5 separate regions of the Mus musculus genome follow, and all the other regions are linked to region 1. A link is a contact called in public HiChIP or PLAC-seq and promoter capture Hi-C data. All regions are on one chromosome and are shown on one strand. Each heading gives the region's core, a stretch centred on a gene start, on an enhancer-like site or on the middle of the called end of the contact. The rest is flanking DNA. Distances are from core to core; before and after follow the strand shown.

Region 1 (2,666 bases), core at 45-2,544:
GAAATGGGTGCACCCATACACACACGCACAAGCACACACACACACACACACACACACACACACACACACACAATCTTTTTGCTTTTTTAAGGTTAAGGTCATTTTTTGGTTACATAGAAAGTTTGAGGCCAGCCTTGGCCACGTGAAATCTGTTTAAAAAAACAGCAGAGCAGCAGCAGCAGCAGCAAGAACAGATTTTTTAAAAAAAGAAAAGAAAAGAAAAGAAAGGAAAAGAAAAGAAAGGAAAGGAAGCCACACAAGGTGACTGGGGTCTCTAAGGTCCCCTCTGACCCTCCAGCAGGAACTGTGGAGTCAGTGAAGGTCCCATCACCTCTGTACTGACAGCTGGGCTGACACTGATCTGAGGGAGGCGGCATGGTCGGGGGAGGGTGTTGCTGAGGGAGGATGGGTGGAGCCTTGTGTGTGGGAGCAGAGCTGGAGCCTGAGATGGCTATCCATCGCCAAAGTGTTAGTATCGGAAGTCAGTGTCGTGAGCGGTGACTGGGGCCTGGAAGTGCTATGGTGCGAAGTAAAGGTCAACCTTTAATGGTGGGTCACCAAAGCCCTGTGAACTGCAGACCATGCATGGACTGTGCGTCCTGAGCTAGGAGCCCATGGATGAGGTCTGGTCAGGCGGCCTCCTTCTTCAACTCCTGGAAGGAGTGAATTGTGTCCAGGGACCAGGACTCTCCATGGTGTCTGGAAAACACTACATCATGGGGGAATTTCCTGGTCATTTCTCAATCCCAGGGCCAGGGCCTAACCCCAGGGCCTGAAGCCCAGAATAGCTCTCAGAGGCTGTTCACACACAGTTCAGGCCATGGCTAAGCTGGAGAACCACTCAGCACTAGGACCTGTCTGGCTTCCTTGGGTTGGTGGTGGTGGTGGTGGTGGTGGTGAGGTTCTGATACTAGGTAACACGAAGAGGGACTTAGATATGAATGCATTTGGAGAGGGGTGGGGCAGACAGACACAGAGGTAGAGACAGACAGACAGACATAGAGATGAGATGCTGGGGAGGGGGCACGTATGAAAAACAGAAAAGGTTGAGTGGGGGTGGAGGTGGCAGCAGGTGACTGTGCTGTGGACTGTATGAGGAAGAGGCAGGAGGAGAGGCAGAGGCAAGAGACGGATACTCAGAGCAGGAGATGGGGTACAAGCCAGGGAAAGCAGGCAGGGAGCCCGAGGGGGCCTCTGGAGACCAGCACAGGGGGAGGAGGGCGGGGCAGAGAGGAAATGAAAAAAGCTGGGGCGAGGAGGCAAGATGAGGAGGGAGGGGGAGGGCGGGCCCTAGGAGGGAGAAGCTGACAGAGATCTACACAGACTCGCACACAGACAGGAGAGACTGAGGGACTTCAGAAGGCAGAGGTGCTGGAGGGTCTAGAAAGCAGAAATGTCAAGGAGGTGACAGAGAAGTGTAGAGGAAAGAACAGGGGGTAGGGGACAGGGAACACTGAGGCACAAAGGGACAAGGACCTGACAGAGAAGGAAAGAAACAGGAGAGGGACAGACACAGGAGAAGACAGAAACAAAAGACAGAAACACACGGGCAACTGGGAATTGACTGGCAGATCCCAGATCCTATGAAGATGATGGCCAGCGATGGACATCCTGGACCCCCTTCTGTCACTCCTGGGAGCCCTCTCAGTGCAGGTGGCAGAGAGTGGCAGGGCATGGCAGGCTCCTGCTGGAATATCACCTACGTTCAAGACTCGGTAGGACCTGCCACCAGCACGCTGATGTTCGTGGCTGGTGTAGTGGGCAACGGGCTGGCATTGGGCATCCTGGGTGCCCGACGGAGGTCACACCCATCGGCCTTTGCGGTGTTGGTCACTGGGCTGGCGGTGACGGATCTGCTGGGCACGTGCTTCTTGAGCCCTGCAGTGTTTGTGGCCTATGCTCGAAACAGCTCTCTGCTGGGCCTGGCCCACGGTGGGACGATGCTGTGTGACACTTTCGCCTTCGCCATGACGTTCTTCGGCCTGGCCTCCACGCTCATCCTCTTTGCCATGGCTGTGGAGCGGTGCCTGGCACTCAGTCACCCCTACCTGTACGCCCAGCTGGACGGGCCGCGCTGCGCCCGCTTTGCCTTGCCTTCCATCTACGCTTTCTGCTGCCTCTTCTGCTCACTGCCCCTGCTGGGCCTGGGCGAGCATCAGCAGTATTGCCCAGGGAGCTGGTGCTTCATCCGCATGCGTTCCGCCCAGCCTGGCGGCTGTGCCTTCTCCCTGGCCTACGCCAGTCTCATGGCCCTGTTGGTGACCTCCATCTTCTTCTGCAACGGCTCCGTCACTCTCAGCCTCTATCACATGTACCGCCAACAGAGACGCCACCATGGCTCGTTTGTACCGACCTCTCGGGCACGAGAGGATGAAGTTTACCACCTGATTCTGCTGGCCCTCATGACCGTCATCATGGCCGTGTGCTCCCTGCCTCTCATGGTGAGTGTCCCTCGGAGCTGGGGTGCAGGGGGAGGAGTGGAGGGCAGCATCCATCTGTGCTCTCCACTTGTCGTGTCTATTTGACAGATGTGAAAACCGAGGCTCAGAAAGGGTCAGATGGTGACTTTGTGTTCCATGTACTCCTGAGTACTCCAAGAAGTCTCTCTGCTTTCTTTTCCTCCACTAGACAATCTCTAGCCCTTAGCTGTCCTGTCAACACCTCTC
Region 2 (2,666 bases), core at 124-2,623, 2.7 Mb after region 1:
TTGCCTTGACACACCTCCAAGCCCAGGGCCCTTCCCTCTGGAGCCCGCCCGCCCCACACTCAAGTCTGCTCACTCACAATCTTCTCATAGTACTCCCGACGCCGCTCCGCCCTCTTCTTGTAGTCCACCATCATGCCTCGAAGTTTCCGCTCATGCTTCCGAGCCTCGTGCCACATGGTGCTGAGGCTTCTGCCTGAGGGAGGAGGGCACCAGACATGTCAAAGGGACTATAAAGACCACGTGGGTAGAGTTACAGTCCTCTGACATGTTGGGGTTGATCCTGATGGACTAAATTCCAAGTCCCATGGCTTCAGGGGAGAGAGAGACCCTGCTGCAGACCAGGACGCTGAGTGCACAAAAGGACTCCTAACAGTCCTGTGGCAGTAGCTCCAGAACTATGAGAAAGCTCTCTGTGACCTAGGTAAGATCTTCTCCTGGGAAAAAAAATCCTCCTAGATTCTGCTCGCTAAAGTCCATATGAAAGACTATAGAGTAGATAGCCTTTGGAAGGCTGATGCAGAACTGTCTTGAGTTCAAGGCCAGCCTTGGTTACACTGTCCAGTGTAACCTAAATATGGAGATCCTACTTTAATTAAAAAAAAAATGGCTGGGAGTGATGGTGCATGCCTTGAATCTCAGCAGTGGGAAGGCAGGACAGGCAGATGTCTGAGTATGGAGCCAGCCTGGTTTATGTACTAAGTTCCAGGCTAGCCAAGGCTACATAGTGAGATGCTGTCTGGAAAAATAAAAATGGAATTTTTGAAATAAAAGGAATGTCTGAAACCGATCCGTAGCTGCCAGGGCTGGGCTCACAAGAACCCCTAAGATCCCTCTGCAGGAACCATGCATGGTACGGGAGGGGGGTGCAGCAGTGTTGTAAGGTAGGTTAGTGGAGAGAGGCAACAGCACAGCCCAGACACGCTTGGGGAGGGGGGTGAGGCCAGGTGAAGGGCGTGGACAGAGGATGAAGATGGTCAGGCGGCTGAGCTCTAAAGGAGGGACGTGAAGCCGGCCAGGCAGGCTAAAAAGAGAGAGTGCGGCCCTGGGCCGGAGCGATGGGTGAAAGACAGGGACGGAGCTGCGTCTGGGGACCAGGGTCCGTGCCGAACCCCAAAGCCCGGATTCGGGCCTGAGGAGGGGCGAGGGGCGCAGCCTGAGGCCTGTCAGGGCGGAAGCAGGCGGGGCCGCCGTCGGGGCCCGGCGGACACCCACGGTGATCTCCGGAGCGCCTCGGACAAGGATGAGGTCGACTGCCACCGCTCGGAAGCCGGGAGGTCGGGGTCGGATGCCTGCACTCACCGGCCAGTCGCCGCCTCCCACTGCTGCGCTCGCGCGCGCTCACGACCCACACCGGAAGCGGAAGTGAGAGGTTGAGCGAAGGAGAGAGGCGGCGCTGCACAAAAGGCACTTCCGCGGTCGAGAGGAAGGGCTCTGGGATGTGGGCGTGGCTCTCGCGATTATGGGCGGGGCCTGCAGGGTGGCACCATCTGGGACCTGTCCTAAAAGTGAGAGCTTAAGTAGAGGAACCCAGAATTCCAGACACGTTTTGTTGTTGTTTTTAAAGATTTATTTCTTTTAGGGGCTGGAGTGGTGACAATCGATTGAGAACTGGAAGCTCTCGCCAAGGTCCTGAGTTTAATTGCCCGCACTCACATAGGGCTCACAACCAGTCTCTTTTTTTTTTTTTTTTTTTTTAAAGATTTATTTATTTATTATATGTAAGTACACTGTAGCTGTCTTCAGACATTCCAGAAGAGGGAGTCAGATCTCATTACAGATGGTTGTGAGCCACCATGTGGTTGCTGGGATTTGAACTCTGGACCTTCGGAAGAGCAGTCGGGTGCTCTTACCCACTGAGCCATCTCACCAGCCCAACAACCAGTCTCTTAACTGTAGTCCTATGGGATCCAGTGCCCTATTCTGATGTGCATACATGCCGAGAAAACACCCATATGCATAAAATACAAAAATAGAAAAGTCTTTTTAAAAGATTTATATTGCCGGACAGTGGTGGCACACGCCTTTTAATCCCAGCACTTGGGAGGCAGAGGCAGGTAGATTTCTGAGTTCGAGGCCAGCCTGGTCTACAAAGTGAGTTCCAGGACAGCCAGGGCTACACAGAGAAACCCTGTCTCGGAAAAAAAATATTATGTGTATGCCTGAAGGTGTATGTTTCTCTGAGATGTATACACACACATATATATTATATAATTTTATTTAATCCTATATGTACATATATATGTATACATATATGTACGTGTATATGTATATATAAATATATATGTATACACACAGACATATATGTGGGATTAATAAAAATTATCTGTAGGTTGTGTTCAGTTAATTCAACAATAGCAGGCTAGGAACAGAAAGGCCAAGAACTCAGTAGATCAGTAGATGCTCGGGCTACAAGGCTGGATGCCTCAGCTGGTCTTCAGTATACACTAGAACCACAGAGAAGGCTCTAACGCCAGTGAAGGAATGGACTTGCTAGCAAGACGATGGCAAGCAGGCAAATACCTAAAGCTTCCTTCTTCCACATCCCTATATACAATCCAGCAGAAATCGTGGCCCAGATTAGAGCTGGATTAAAAGTGTGTCTTCCCATCTCAAGATCCAGATTAGAAATTGAGCTTCCAGGGGCTGGAGAAATGGCTCGGCGGTTA
Region 3 (2,666 bases), core at 103-2,602, 2.5 Mb after region 1:
CCTGGGGGTTTGCGGGCTGCCTAGGCCTGACCAGCCCAGGGCCGCCTTCCAGGTACTGGGATACACGCTCTGTGTGTGTGAGTGAGGCCAGCTTAGTACTCCCTCGCTCATGCTGGCCTTGAAGTCTACTGTTTTCCTGCCTCAGCCTCCCAAGTGCTGACATTATAGCCAATCCCCACGATTACTGGTTAAGTGATGTGTAAGGCAGGCAGGGGATGAGTCTCGGTCGGGCATGGAGTGTGTTGTCTAGCATGAACAGCCTCTGGATTTGTTCATCGGCACTGCATAAAACTGGGCATAGTGGCTGTATTTGGGGGGTAGAGGCAGGAGGATCAGAAGTTTAAATACTACATGGGATATAATGTTCTCCAAACGGATGGAGAGTCGGTTCAGTGGTTGGGAGCACTGGCTGCTCATCCTGAGGTGCTGAGTTCCCAGCAACCAGAGTGGCTCACAACCATCTACAGTGGGATCTGACACCATCTTCTGTCTGATGCACCCTTCGATTACGAAAGCATAGAAGCACACAGACTGCTTATATACATTAATGAATAAAGACTCTAAAACAGCAGAACCTGTACACCCACTTTCAATCCCAGCACTCAGGAAACGGGCTGGGGAAGGCTGGTTCTTTGAAACCAGCCCGGGCTACCGAATAAGACTGTTTCAAAACAACCCAAAGCAGCATTTCCGGGTTGCTCAGAAATGCCATCTAGTCCGGTGGTGGCAACTCGCCTTTTTAACCCCAGCATTCCGGAGGCAGAATCTCTCTGAGTTCGAGGTCAGCTTGCTCTACATAACAGGCTCTAGGACAGCCGGAGCTACACAGAGAAACTCTGTCTCGAATTTTCAAAAAAAGCCTTCTAAAGTTCTGGTTCACGTTCTACAGTGAGTTCAGCCTCTGGGGTGGGGGGGTGGGGGGGAATCCTCCCCGTAGGTGGCCTGGAAGCGACACTCACCATTGTGGGGCGAAGTCTGCAGGGGCTTGGATAAGCCACAGTTCTGTATCTGGACCTGTAAGCGCCTCCAAGGAGAAACGGGAGGGTTCCGAGTCTGGCGACATCTCCGTGAAGTGGGGAGGGCAGGAGAACCGAGTGGCACCTGAGAGGAGACAGTCGGGGGGGGGGGTCCTTTTGACATGGCCAACCTCTCAAAGTACCCGTTGGTCCCTCACCCGCCCGGCAGCCCTCCCCAACCCCTTCTGCACCCAGACCCTCCCGGATGCCCTTCGTCTCCACCAGTTCAAGCTCCACTCACTGCAGGCCTGGGTACCCGCCATTCCAGCTCCGGAGGGGCCCACGCAGGACCTGCGCGGAACGCTGCCCACCACGTGGATCCAAGGGGTGGAGCCGCACCCGGAAGCATCCAAGTCCTGTAGGAGAGCTGGGCCGTGGCTCGGCGCTGTCACTATTTGCAGAACCCGGATAACCTCCACTCTTAAATTTCACACAGCATAGGATTAAATAATTTCTCGACGATGCCCTGCAGGGGGAAATCAGTTCCCTGTTCGTCAGAAACGCAAGCTAGCTCGGATCTAGGGTGCCTGTTCCCCCGACAACTTTGCTCACGTGGTTTCTTCCAACACCGTCTTAAAGGGGCAGTGACTCGCCTAGGCCACGGCTTTTAAAGAGACAGAAGATCTATTTGCAGCATTCTTGCAAAAGCTAGGTAAGAATTCTGGTTGTCACGATTGTACTTTTAAAGCTAGAGTGTATCTTCGGAAGTCCCTGGTGCAGCGAACGTGGAAGATTTAACTGAACCAGGTCGGAAAATAGAGAAAAGTGTACGAACGGAGCATTTTAATAGCAATCAGAGGCGGAGCTTCTGAAGTCTAGGGGAAGCGGGAAACTGAGGGGGAGGAGTCTGCAGAGTCATGGGAGGAGCCTCGGACCCCAGAGCCCCAGAGCCTGGCTTGAAACGGGGTGAGGGTTAGTGTCAGGGAAGACTTGTAGATGTCCTCGTGGACTTAGTGTCCGGAATGGGAAGTATTCCTCACGGTTCCGAGGCAGGTAGAGGTGCAGCTGGTCGGTCCCTGTCTGCTCCGCGGCCCAAGTAAACAGCGGCGCGTGCACGTGGGATTTGGGGGACGTGCCCACGCCCCCTCCCAGCAGGACTGCAGCGCATGGGGTGGCGGGTGGAGCCGCGGGACGGTGGCGAGACAGGGAGACTCGACTGCATTCCTGGCCGGTGTGTCAGCGTCGCTGCCCGCCCCTTCTGCGGAGATTTTGGAGACTCCTCCAGCATTGGGATGCTCCCCCCTTCTTCTGAGGCTTTTGAGAACAGAGGTCACCAAGGCTACGAAGGAGTGTTCCCTCCGCCAGGAATCTCCAGACTATGTGTCCACCCTCGCGCGTGGGCGAGAAACTCTGGGGCTCGCCCTTTGTGGGCTTCAAAACTCCAATTCCCAGATAACTCGAAGGTGGCTGGCGATGGACGTCGGTCAGGAGTCTGCTGGGGATTGTAGTTCAGCTTGTTGCTAGGCACGCCAGTAAATCGCCAATGCTGTGATGTTTTGTTTTGTTTTTTTGAGACAGGGTCTCTTTATGTAGTCCAGGCTGGCTCGGAATTCGCTGTGTAGATCAGGATGGCCTTGAACTTTCAGAGGTGCGCCTGTCTCTGCTTCTTAAGTACTAGGATTAGAGGCCCCTTATTTTTATTTTTTGTTT
Region 4 (2,666 bases), core at 72-2,571, 2.3 Mb after region 1:
TGACACTTAACTCCAGCAGTCCTGAGGCAGAGGCAGGAGGCTCTACTGAGTTGGAGACTAGTCTGGACTATATATCAAGTTCCAGGACAGCCAAGGTTACATAGTGAGACCCAATCTTTAAAAAGAAAGAAAGGAAGGAAGAAAGAAAAGAAGAGAGAAAGAGAGAAGAGAAGAGAAGAGAAGAGAAGAGAAGAGAAGAGAAAAAGAGAAGAAGAAGAAGAAGAAGAAGAAGAAGAAGAAGAAGAAGAAGAAGAAGAAGAAGAAGAAGAAGAAGAAGAAGAAGAAGAAGAAGAAGAAGAAGAAAAAAAAACTAACATAGGTAGGGATGGAGTCACTGGCCTGTAACTCCAGATTTTGGGAAATGGAGACAGAGCATGAAGGTAAGGAGTTCAAAACTGGCCTAGGCTATATAAGACCCTGATTCAAACAACAACAAAAAACCCAGGTATGGCAGAGCGGGCGCAGGGTAGGGTGTGGGCTGGGCTGGACTATAGAGTAATGTCTTCACTCAAAAATACAAGACAACAAAACAAAGCAAAATGAACCCCGTGGTCTGGGTCATGACTTGGGAAAGGCGGCCCCATCTTTAAATCCATTGTCAGTTTCTGTACCCCCTCCTTCCCTCCTAGTTCCCCAGTTTCCGAGCCTGCTCTGACTGACACCGCCAGCTGGTCCCGGGTTTCACAACTGGGTCTCTGTCAAAATACGGACTGGATAACGCCTTCCTGAGAGAGGAGGATTGTAGGAGCTAATAGCTTCTGTGGATGAAGTGGATTGGAAGGTTAGGGCGGGGCTAATGACTTGAGGGCGGGCTCTAAATTCTGAGGGCGGGGCTAACTCTACTAGAGCGTCTGGTCCAAGGTTCCAGTCCTGAGATGTTCAAGGGGGTGTGGCTATTTGCTCTAGGGGCGGGATTAGAACTTTTGTTGTTTCTAGATTTAGGGGGTGGAGCTAAGAGCCCTGGGGGCGTGTCTAGCTCTAATAAACAAGGAGCGGGGATCCGGCTAGGATACAGGCGCAGGTTATAGAATAACCTGTCATATTTAAGGTTTCAATGTCAAGTTCTGGTCGTGCGAGGGGACTTATGGGAAATCAGATAAAAGATTTAGAGGAGGCTTTCGGGAATAGGAGTGTCTTCTTTCACCCCATCCTCCTTCCAGAGCTGAGGGGCGACGCTTCAGGATGAAAAGCAGGAAGGACCCTGCCCCTTCAAACCCGTCCGCATCCTTATTGGCGGAGGAGCCTGCGCGACAGACTCTCATTGGTTCCTAACGGGAGAGGAGGGTGTAGAGAGAATACACTCAGGTTTGTGGGAGGGACCAGACAGTACCTAGGGGGACCCCGACGCAGCCAATCCTGACCTGAAGACTGTTGCGGGGGTTGGGGGAACGGACAGAGCAGTCTCTCGACACCCTTACAGGGCATCCTAGGGGATGACCCCTGTGCCAGGCTCAGAGCCGGCCGCCTGATGCTGGGTGGGCCGTGCTGGGGATGCTGGAACGAAGGGCGTTGCTATGGCAACGGGAGGCAGGGCCTGGGGGGGGGACCGGGCCCGAGCTGGGGCTGCGGGGGCCGGCGGTGGCTGTGGTGGGGCAATGGCGGAGCGCGGCCCGGCCTTCTGCGGCCTCTACGACACGTCCTCTCTGCTGCAATACTGCAACGGTGAGAGCCCCCTTCCTAGTTCAGACCCTGGCCCCGCCCAGGGTGGACCTACCTCCTCCTGCCCCAACCCTTTTCTTCCAAGTCCTTATCTCCTCCCTTGTGAGAGATTCTCCCTTTCTCCTCATCAACAGGATTCTGACCCCAAAACAAGGTCCTTTATCCCCAAAGTCACGATCCTGCTCCCCCTATCCCAACAAACACCTGCTCCGAAGGTGTCCAGACAGAGGGAAGGGTAAAGATCGTAGAGGAGCCTGTGAGGGAGAGGGCAGACCTGGGGTTGGGGTAGGGAGTCAGCTCGATGTGGAACTCTTTCTGCCCCCTACCTCCTCAGCCCCTTCCCCGGGACCCTTCCCTGTCTTTGGGCATAGCAGGGGGAAATGCTGAATTGAGGGCTGGGCTTGGGAATAGTAAAACAGCAGAAGACTTTCTGTACACTGCACTGTCTTCAGCTTTGCCTCTGCCCCCTCTCCCCACCCCAGGTAGAATCCTCTTCTCCCCTAGACAAATGTGTATGGCGCCAGTAGGGCCATTTTAGTACGAGGGGAGCTGGGCTGGAGGAGTGGAGAGGTAAAGAGACGCGGAGAGTGGACACTGGTCTCTAGGCCAGGAAAACGTCCAGGAGGAAGCCAAGAGCTTGAGTCATGGGGTGGGACCATCAGGCCAAGCAAGGCCTCAGATGAAAGCTGACGACCGTTCAGGGTCAATGTGCCCCCATGTCAATCAGGGGGCCTTGCCAAAGGATCATCTCAGAGTTTGGAGGTCACTCCCTTGGGCACACAAACACTTTGCTAGGGACCCCTAGAGTTGGCAAAGGAACTAGAATGTTATTTAATCCCCCATCTACCTTCTAAAGGTTAAGGACCACAGGGTGTCTCAGGCTAGGCCAAGTATGGGTTCTGGTCCTGAAAGAAAAGCTGTGTCCGAATCAAGTGGCTGGGATCTTCTGGATGACAGTCCTTGATGAGGCCTCTACAGCCATCAGAGTAGAGGGTGGGGGTGGGATA
Region 5 (2,666 bases), core at 62-2,561, 2.2 Mb after region 1:
AAACATCAGTGTTAACCATATCCCTGTCCCAGCATGTGACTGTTCACTCCTGGGAGAGACTTAGCCCACAGTACCCCTGGGTGAGAGGGCAGGGCAGGGGCCATCCCCACTCCTGCCCAAACTCCACCCCTTGCTATGGTCTGTGATTTTGAAAGTGTTAAATTATGGAAGCCCTGAGGGCCCTCCTTGTTCCCCTGGACCTCTTATTTATACTAAAGTCCTTGTTTGCACAGTGTTTCTGTTCCCTGGGGCAGGGTAGGGTGGGGGTTGCAGTACTTGGCCTCCAAGCTGTGCTCTGACCAAAGGAAGCCCAATCTTAGCTGTTTCCCCATCCCTAGCCCCGAGCAGAGAGCCCTCTGAAAGATGAGTCTCGACCCCCAAAGTCAAGAGGCTGAGATGGCCTTCCTACTAGGTCCTTGGAGATGTTTGAAACTTGTTTTAAACACCAGGACTATCCAAGCATGCTCTCCTTGGGGAGAGGAGGATGCTGGAATTGACTGCACTCCCTGCCTCCTCTGAACATGCCTTTGCAGTCTGCTGCCCCTGGCCCATTTATGACTGGCCATCTAGTGCCAGCTGGAGGTCATGATTTCCTCCCCAGAGAACTGGCCACCCTAGAAAGAAGCTAACTTGTCGCCTGGCTTGCTGTCCAGGCAGCTCCGCCCTCAACCCCTAAAATGTTTCTGTCTCTAATCCTAGCCCAGGCAGGAATGTGGCTGCCCCGGCCTGTGGCCAAGGAGCTATTTTGGGGTTCTCTTTTGCTTAAGGAGGGCCTGGATCCACCACTTGCCTCCCCCAGGCTGGGGCCAGCAGGTCACCCCTGGCCCTGGCGGCTGAGCAAACTCTCTCCTGATCTTCCTTCTACCTCCTGCCAAAAAATGGGGGGGCGGGTAATACAGCAGGCACAGGGGCTAAATTTAACTGTCCCAAAGTCGGAATCCATTGCTGAGTCACGAAGAAGCTGCCCCTGGCCTTTGCCCCCCCCACTACCCCCTCACCCCCTGTTGCCCAGGCATCAGCCCTTTCCCCCAACCCCTCCCAGCTCTGAGTCTATAGACTGGCTCTCCTGGGCACTGACACCTCCCACCTGTAACTCCCTGTGCTCTCTTTATGGGTGGGTAGAGTCAATGGGGGGGGGCAACCCTGGAGTATTACTCTGTCCCCTGACATTGGGCTCTGAAGAGTTTTGAGGGGCCCTGGAAGAAGGGAGTTGGGGTGTTGGCTCAGGAGGGGTTAAAAACTGGGAGGCGGGAGGGGGGCTGGGCCAAGGGGTGGAGAAAAGAGGAGGAGGCCTTAAGCATAGAACTGGCCAGAGAGACCCAAGGGATAGTCAGGGACGGGCAGACATGCAGCTAGGGTTCTGGGGCCTGGACAGGGGCAGCCAGGCCCTGTGACGGGAAGACCCCGAGCTCCGGCCCGGGGAGGGGCCATGGTGTTGCCTGCCCAACATGTCAGCCGAAGTGCGGCTGAGGCAGCTCCAGCAGCTGGTGCTGGACCCAGGCTTCCTGGGACTGGAGCCCCTGCTCGACCTTCTCCTGGGCGTCCACCAGGAGCTGGGTGCCTCTCACCTAGCCCAGGACAAGTATGTGGCCGACTTCTTGCAGTGGGGTGAGTATGGATAGGAAGCCTGGGGTTGGGTGCAAGGCAGAGGTGGGTCTACAGGGCAAGAATGGGCTATGGAGGGGCAGGAGGGCCTGGAAAGGGCTTTTTGTAAGGGAGCCAAGCAGAGCTCATGACCTGACCCCAAGCTCCCCTGGTGAGGCACCAGGGTCAGTGAGGCCACCTATGACTCAGCCAGTGCAGGCTGGGGTGGGCATAGCCTCCTGCTATCTCAGCACCCACACTAGGACCTGGCAGCTTTCTCTTTTAGGACCCTTGGCTCCTCAAACTGGCTTCATAGCCCTCCCCAGTTTCCCAGAGTGTGGGGAGGGACAGCGTGGGGCAGCTGCCAGGGTGTGGCCCATAGGCAGGTGTTTGGCGTCTGCCTCCCCAGCTGCCCTGACAGGTGTCCAGGAGCTATGAGGGCACTGTGACTCACAGAGGCCCTGGGGGAGAACCAGCCCGGCAGACAGGCGCCACCGAGCACCCTTTCTGTTCCCCAAATTAAGAGGAAGGAACAACTTCAGCTTCTGAGTGTGCCCATCCCTAGCACTCTGATCCCGCCCAGCCTTTGTGGGCCAGATTGGTCATCCCTCCTGGCTTCTCATCTGCTTTTGTGGTTCTAGCTCAAGACCTCTAATTCCTCTGCTGACTTAAATGCCCTTCCCCAGAGGTCTTCTCAGGCCTAGTGGACAAGCTTGGAGCCTTATCTGCTCCTGCCCAACATTGAGCCAAAGCTCCAGCTTACCCCAGCTTCCTTACAAGTAACGACCTGTTTTGTTGCTCTGTGCCTATTATTAAGGGTCCAGGTCTTGATTCTTGGCTGTCTGCCCATGTGTGTGACCCTAGTGCATTCTCCCCTCCTCCCCCGTTTCACAGATGGAAAGGTTGAGGCCATCGGTTAGACTGCTAAGCCTGTGAAAGACTTTTTCTCCTCTCCAGTCTTTAGTGTCTCCCTCAACCTTTCTTTTGAAGGATGGGGTTTGGGCTGGCAGGGTAAACTGAGAACTGGGGTGGGGGCAGGGGGTCTGACCCTCTGGGAAGGAGCAGTCCTTTTGTGGCCTGAG

Evidence for each region. Promoter capture Hi-C pulls out the DNA fragments that hold promoters and counts their contacts. HiChIP or PLAC-seq counts read pairs in DNA pulled down with a chosen protein or histone mark.
Region 2: a promoter capture Hi-C map of frontonasal cranial neural crest shows a contact between it and region 1. The contact joins the promoter of Clasrp here to the promoter of Ptgir in region 1. A contact is called at or near these places in 2 of 39 promoter capture datasets (frontonasal cranial neural crest and hippocampal neurons) and 1 of 115 datasets of contacts at active chromatin or transcription factors (acute myeloid leukemia).
Region 3: a contact with region 1 is called in an H3K27ac HiChIP or PLAC-seq map of bone marrow-derived dendritic cells, with 7 times the contacts expected there. The contact joins the promoter of Cd3eap here to the promoter of Ptgir in region 1. A contact is called at or near these places in 3 of 39 promoter capture datasets (frontonasal cranial neural crest, hippocampal neurons and pre-B cells) and 3 of 115 datasets of contacts at active chromatin or transcription factors (bone marrow-derived dendritic cells, embryonic forebrain and embryonic stem cells).
Region 4: a promoter capture Hi-C map of embryonic stem cells shows a contact between it and region 1, with 7 times the contacts expected there. The contact joins the promoter of Eml2 here to the promoter of Ptgir in region 1. A contact is called at or near these places in 1 of 39 promoter capture datasets (embryonic stem cells) and 1 of 115 datasets of contacts at active chromatin or transcription factors (embryonic forebrain).
Region 5: an H3K4me3 HiChIP or PLAC-seq map of bone marrow-derived macrophages shows a contact between it and region 1, with 7 times the contacts expected there. The contact joins the promoter of Dmpk here to the promoter of Ptgir in region 1. A contact is called at or near these places in 5 of 39 promoter capture datasets (the C10 cell line, cranial neural crest, embryonic stem cells and 2 more), 1 of 484 Hi-C or Micro-C datasets (B cells), 5 of 115 datasets of contacts at active chromatin or transcription factors (bone marrow-derived dendritic cells, bone marrow-derived macrophages, embryonic forebrain and 1 more) and 1 of 9 other capture datasets (adipose tissue).

The regions. Positions count from the first base shown.
Region 1 is chr7:16,905,196-16,907,861 of GRCm38.p6, forward strand. Ptgir (prostaglandin I receptor (IP)) reads left to right here and starts at 1,295. Exons shown (of 2, transcript NM_008967.3): 1 at 1,295-2,441. The coding sequence starts at 1,590.
Region 2 is chr7:19,603,113-19,605,778 of GRCm38.p6, forward strand. It overlaps Clasrp (CLK4-associating serine/arginine rich protein), which reads right to left and starts at 1,374. Exons shown (of 21, transcript NM_016680.5): 1 at 1,300-1,374; 2 at 78-193. The coding sequence starts at 176.
Region 3 is chr7:19,358,131-19,360,796 of GRCm38.p6, forward strand. Cd3eap (CD3E antigen, epsilon polypeptide associated protein) reads right to left here and starts at 1,353. Exons shown (of 3, transcript NM_145822.2): 1 at 1,258-1,353; 2 at 960-1,101. The coding sequence starts at 1,279. It also overlaps a transcript of Ppp1r13l not described here.
Region 4 is chr7:19,175,100-19,177,765 of GRCm38.p6, forward strand. It overlaps Eml2 (echinoderm microtubule associated protein like 2), which reads left to right and starts at 1,322. Exons shown (of 22, transcript NM_001347582.1): 1 at 1,322-1,662. The coding sequence starts at 1,515.
Region 5 is chr7:19,082,547-19,085,212 of GRCm38.p6, forward strand. Dmpk (dystrophia myotonica-protein kinase) reads left to right here and starts at 1,312. Exons shown (of 15, transcript NM_001379257.1): 1 at 1,312-1,608. The coding sequence starts at 1,449. It overlaps Dmwd (dystrophia myotonica-containing WD repeat motif), which reads left to right. Exons shown (of 5, transcript NM_010058.2): 5 at 1-229.